Linked DNA regions of Sus scrofa: region 2 is linked to region 1. A link is a contact called in public HiChIP or PLAC-seq data. All regions are on one chromosome and are shown on one strand. Each heading gives the region's core, a stretch centred on a gene start, on an enhancer-like site or on the middle of the called end of the contact. The rest is flanking DNA. Distances are from core to core; before and after follow the strand shown.

The links. HiChIP or PLAC-seq counts read pairs in DNA pulled down with a chosen protein or histone mark.
Region 2: a contact with region 1 is called in an H3K27ac HiChIP or PLAC-seq map of alveolar macrophages. The contact joins the promoter of CALU here to the promoter of ATP6V1F in region 1. A contact is called at or near these places in 1 of 5 promoter capture datasets (fetal skeletal muscle), 2 of 47 Hi-C or Micro-C datasets (heart right ventricle and liver) and 2 of 2 datasets of contacts at active chromatin or transcription factors (alveolar macrophages and skeletal muscle).

The regions. Positions count from the first base shown.
Region 1 is chr18:19,755,079-19,757,972 of Sscrofa11.1, forward strand. ATP6V1F (V-type proton ATPase subunit F) reads right to left here and starts at 1,628. Exons shown (of 2, transcript XM_003134698.3): 1 at 1,336-1,628. The coding sequence starts at 1,493.
Region 2 is chr18:19,874,522-19,877,736 of Sscrofa11.1, forward strand. CALU (calumenin) reads right to left here and starts at 1,283. Exons shown (of 7, transcript XM_003484023.4): 1 at 1,163-1,283.

The DNA of each region.
Region 1 (2,894 bases), core at 378-2,877:
TGTTAATCTGGAGCTGCAGCACTGGCCTAAGCCACAGCCACAGCCACGCCAGATCCAAGCCACGTCTGCGAGCCACACCACAGGTCACGCAACACCAGATCCTCAAGCCACTGAGCAAGGCCAGGGATCGAACCTGCATCCTCATGGATGTAATCAGATTCGTTTCTGCTGAGCCATGACAGGAACTCCATAGACCTGATGATTTTCTGAAGTCCCTTTGGTTGGAAAGTTCTTGAAGTAAAATTTGCCCTTCTCTCATGACAACTTGGATCACTTTACTGGACTGATCAGCAGAGATGAGCTTCTCTGCGCAGGGCCTAACATACCCCAGGCAACAGGAACCAGTCTCAGCCAGCGGCTCAGGGCTGGGCTGTTTAGGGGGAAACAGGCAAGAGTGGTTTGTTCCTGAGAGACTTGGCACCGGGGCCCTAGAAGAAAGGGTGTGGGAAAGAACAGGGGGCAAGCATCCTCCACTCTAGTCACCAGGATGCCTCCTGGATTAAGGGACATGCCTGCACCCACATTTTAAAGCTACTGCTCTTAAGCCAGGCCAGGAAACGAAGATTTGAAGTGTAAGGTCTTAGCAGAAGTCCTGATATTCTGTCCGCTGGGCTCAGGACAATGGGAAATTCCAAAGCAGACCAAGGAGAGCTGCACAAGCAGAGAGTAGACCTGGCTTAAGAAAGGCAGAAAGGGAGGGACAGGGTTCAAATCCCCACTAGGTCTCTTGTGAATCGTATGACTTTAGAATGTGCCTTGACCTCTCTGAGCTTCAGTCTTCTCGCTTATACGTGGGAATAACCATGGCCTTACATCACGATTGTGAGAGCCTCTAAGGGAGATGAAAACACAAAGAAAAGCTCGAGTCCACTCACTGAATGTGTGGTTCCTTTAGAAGCCAACTCGCAAAAGAGTCGACTGCTTGCAGTGACCGGAGCCTGCTCTACGGGTGAACTGGGGGAACCCCTGCAGAGGATCTGAGACTGACCCTTTGTGGGGCTTGGGTGCACTGGACGCCCAGCTCTCGCGGGCCAGGTTGGGCCAAAGGGTGGTGCCCGCCCGTCACGAGCTCTGTTCCCCTTCTTTCCTGACACACGGTCATGTGAGAAGGGAGTTTGTGGACCCGACATAGCCTCGGCCCCACCAAGCCCCTAAAGGGAACTTGGGGCGCGTAGGCCTTCGCTCCGGATAGGTGGGTGGACCGACTTTCCAGACCGTCGAGGACGGGATCTGACACTTCGGCCAACGTCTGGACGCCCAGCGACACCCCCGCCTTCTCCCCGCACTCCCACCAGACCCCAGAAGGTCGCGTTCAGGCCTTGCGGGCAACCGTACCGGAAAGTGTCTTCGATCTCATTGATGGTTGTATCCTTCTCCACCACCAGGAAATTAGGGTGGCGGTTTTTGTTAAGCTCCCCTATGCCGCCCAGCAGGAAGCCAGTCACCGTGTCTTCGTCTCCGATCACCGCAATTAGCTTCCCCCTCCCCGCCATCCTCAGAGTCAGACAGCCAGCCGCGACCGCCGGGTGTCACCGAGCTCCGGGTTCGCAGTGCCCCGCCTCTTCGGCCCCACCCCCGGCTCTTTAGACATGCGCAGTTCCACCACTCCGCCTCCTGGGACATGCGCAACAACAGCAAAGGCGCCCGAATCTGCATACGCCTGCGCTATAAAGGGAGGGCCGTTCCCCAGGCCTACGGTTCCCAGAAGTCCGAGCGGCCTCCCCGGGTTTCGCAGGCAAGTTCGATCCTTCTTCTACAAACGTGTCGAGCCTTTTGCTGTGTTAAGATGCCGAGACGCCGACAAGACAGTTCCCGTTCTCGAGGGTAAGGTCCGAGTCTTGTACCGACTGTTTATGTAACTATGGCAGACGGTTAACAACTAGTACATATTCAGTTAATAAGAGGATGGATAAGTTGATGATACTCTCTAGTGCGATAGAGGATTCACAAAGCAGTGTGTTATTTGCTGAAACGTGAGAAGTATGTGGAAGCCCACATCAGGTGTAACTAATCTGTGGGAGAGGGAGCGCACAGAGAAGGTCGCTAGCAGGATGAAGGGGATAGAAATGAGGACGAAGGAGTACCCATCGTGGCTTAGCGGGTAAGAACCTGACTAATCTCTGGGAGGATAGGGGTTCCATCCCTGACCTCACTCAGGGTTAAGGATCAGGCGTTGCCGCAAACTGCGGCGTAGGTCGCAGGTGCAGGTCGGATCCGGTGTAGCTGTGATGTAGGCTGGCAGCTGCGGCTCTGATTTGACCCCTAGCTTGGGAACTTCCATAAGCCACAGGTGCAGCTGTAAGGAAAGAAAAAAAAAATGAGGGCAAGAGGGTGTTCTGGGGAAGAGGAACAGCACGTGCAAAGACTTAGGGCTAGAGAGCATCAGTGCCTTCAAGAAAAGCTAAAGAATCTGGAAGTTACCCTGAGGACGACTGAAGTTACGCTGAAACCCCTGAAGGATTTAGTTGAAGAGAATGAAACGGCCAGGTTCAAGTTTTAGAGATAGCATGGAGACCATGCCGTGTGCCGAGGCCAGACTAAAAGAGGAGAAACCATTGTGGAGAGAGAGTGGTGGCCAGAACCCATGTAGTGGTGGTGATGGCGAATGTGGAGAAGCAGGTGGAGTCAAGAGGGGTTTAGAGACAGCATGGACGGAACTAGTTTGGGGAGTGATAGGGTGCTTCCAGGTTTCTGGCCTATGCGGCTGGGGTGGTCAGGAGTAACATTCCTGAACGCTATGCGGTGAACATGTTGAAGAAAGGTCCGCTTGCTCCCCCGCCCTTTTAAAGAGCAGGCATCCTGGCGTCTGGCATGTGATTTGCAAGTTTAGAGCACTTGAGACATGCAGATAGGGGTTCACTGTGTGGTAGGCTGGGGATTTGGGCACACCTGGT
Region 2 (3,215 bases), core at 33-2,532, 120 kb after region 1:
CCCTCATTTGTACTATATCATATAAATTCTTCACTGACGACCATCGTTTGGTACTTGGTTAACTAAATTTACTCAATGAGGTCAAACATGCATTTGTCTTGTATCAAGTTCCATTCTACAGCAAAAAGTAATTTATCAAAAAATCCCACCATTCCCTACCTCTTAGCTACACAAAAAGAAGCAACCTTATTCCTGATTCATTAACGTTGACTTTATGGTTCAGGCCAGAAAATAAATGCAATTGAATTCCCAAAGACACTATTCTGGGACTTTCTTTATACACTTAGGACTTCAGACTAAAGGCCCTAAAGTTTTAGCAGGAGAGCCAGGGAGCTTTTCGCCTTGATGGAAAAGCAGTGTTTGGAGCTGCAAATCACACAACTCCTAATCAGGGCAGCTGTAGGGAATTTAAGTTTATTTATAAACACAGCATGCCAAAAACCAGATCTAGGGTCTGGGGTTAGAAGCAACAAAACAAAGTAAAAATACAATTCCTTAATGAAACTTTTAAATATTTCTGTCGCTGACTGAAGCATGTAGCCAAACCTGAAAGCTTGAAATATTCATCTTTTCTTTAAAACTGTAGAGGTTTAAGAAAAAAAAAAAATCAAGAAGTGTCTTCATGCTTTCTTTCCCCCCTGTTTCTACACCCTCAAAGTCCGCGAACATTCTTGGCAGATGCACGGTCCTCTCGGGATGTGGCCTTGGGGCGGGGCTGGCGGACACAAGCAGACCAGTGCGTGGGAAGCGGCAGGGAGGTGTAACAAAAACGCTATGTGACTGCTCTCCGACCTTCAGGAGGCAAACAAAAATGACCCTTTAGGACGAGGAACTCAGTGACAAGCGGGGCGCAGGGCCAGCGGACGGGGCAAGTAAAGCACAAAACTGTGCCCCACAGGACGCAAAGCCAGGAGCCGTCGTTCATCAAAGACCCAGGCCCCTTCCCAGAGGAAGCGGTAAGGCGAGCGGCGGCCTCCGACATAGACTGCGCGCCGAGGGCCGGGCAGTGGCCAGCAGGCTTAGGCCCCGAAATCCTGAGCTGGCAGAAACAGGGGCCCTGAGCCAAAGAGGCCCTGCCGCGCCGGGAGCGAGATCCAGAGCACAAAAAGAAAGCGAAAAAAGAGGAGTCAGCGGCCGAGGGGCAGTGCACTGCGGTACTTACCTCTAGTCCTAGCGCCCACAGCCCGGGATGCCGCAGCCACCGCTCACCCACCGGCTCAGCTCTACCGCGCAAGCACCGCCCAACCGGAAGCGGCTCCTCGCCCCGCCCCTAGCCTCCTCGCCGGCAGCCTCCGGACCAATCACCGACAAACTCGCCACTGACGCACAGCTCCCCCGGACAGCCATTGGTCCCACGGTCACGTAGTCGGGATTGGCTGCAAAGCGCCACGTCCTCGCGAGCGCGCCGAGTTGCGTGGACAGGATTCCCGCCCAACTCTTTTCCCAGCCCTGCGGGGTTGGCGGGATCTTGGCCAGTTACTACCGGTGGCGTGTGGGCGCGGCTGTCTGGCCGCCACGTCCCGATTCGCAGCGCGTGACTCGGCCTCCATAGGCCTTCTTAGATTACCCTACTAATTATCTTCGTGACCACGAGAACCTGTGGCCGAATTAATCCGACTCTATCAGTTGCCAACTATATTAAACAATCCCAACCTCTCCTTTCCCTTCAGCGTTATTGCCCAGATGGGGTACCCTACTGGAGGCTCTTCAGGGTCGACTCCACTTGGGTCTCCCACCACTCCCTCTCACATTTCTTGCGCTCTGGCCACCATCATCATCTCGGTGTTTCCTAACATCGCTAGTCAACAGACCTTCCCACACAAATACAATTTACAGGAGTGAGGGCGTTTTCCAGATTTTCTGCCTTGTGAATGGACAGTGGAAGTCCCAGTACACAGAAATCCGGGTTCAGATGTTAGCTCTAGAAGCCTTTCCCGACTCCACTAGACAAAGTAATTCCTCTCTTATTTACCCTCATTAGCACTTTGCATCTTCAGTATGCTTGGACAGATTTTGCTGTCAACCGCTGCTTATAACATTTGTCCTTCCCAGACTAAGCTCCAGGGTAGAGATCTGCCTGTATTCATCTTCGTCTACAGGTCTGAGGCTTACTGCCTAGTTCAAAGTAAATGCTTAATAATGTTAAGTGAACTGGAGTTCCCGTCGTGGTGCAGTGGTTAAGGAATCCGACTAGGAACCATGAGCTTGTGGGTTCCATCCCTGGCCTTGCTCAGTGGGTTAAGGATCAGGCGTTGCCGTGACCTGTGGTGTAGGTTGCAGACGCGCTCCGATCCCGAGTTGCTGCGGCCCTGGAGCTGGTGGCTACAGCTCCGATTGGACCCCTAGCCTGGGAACCTTCATATACCACGGGAGCGGCCCAAGAAATGTTGCCAAAAAAATAATAATAGCAATAATGTTAAGTGACCTGAGTGGGTGGAAACCATTGCATGTCCCTGATTTAAGAGGAACACAAGAAATTATTAACGTATTCATTTTTCAAGTCATGAAATTAAAATTAAATGAGGGCTACAATGTTTGCAGCCTACTATGTTCTTAGCACCTAAAGCCTCTATATTTTCAAATCCAGTTGAGACAAGTGGTATGCTTGAGAGAGAGCTAAATACAAAGCAACTTAGTTTAACTATCAAGATGAGAAGTTGACAACAAATTCTTTGGGAATTCAGACAAAGGAGTGACTGTAATCCTTTGTGGTAGCCAGAGGTCTTCCTAAGAAGGTGTGACTCAGGCTGGACTAAGAAATTCCTGAATGCACTATTCAGCAAAAGGAATAATAGCAACAAGGGCAAATAGGAGTCAGAGTAGGAAGTATAATTCTTAAGCCAGAGAGGGGACAAGGGAAATAAAAAAAGGTAGGGGTGGAGGGGGAGCCTGAGTTCTGAAGAGCCTGAGGTAAAGGCAGTGGGAATTGTGGGTCTTCTGAAGGTTTCTAAGCTTGTCCCTACATGATAGAGATGGAATGAGATTGAAAGTGGTTCTTTCAGGGATGTGCATCTCCTAATAGGGATTAACTATATAAAACAGCCTGCATCACAAGGCATTTTTAAATATATATATATTTTTGGTCTGCACCTTCTGCATGCAGAAGTTTCCAGCCAGGAATTGAACCCGTGCCACAGCACTGATTCAATCCATGGCAGTGATAACATCTGATCCTTAACCTGCTAGACACCAGGGAACTTCTTAAAAACGAATGC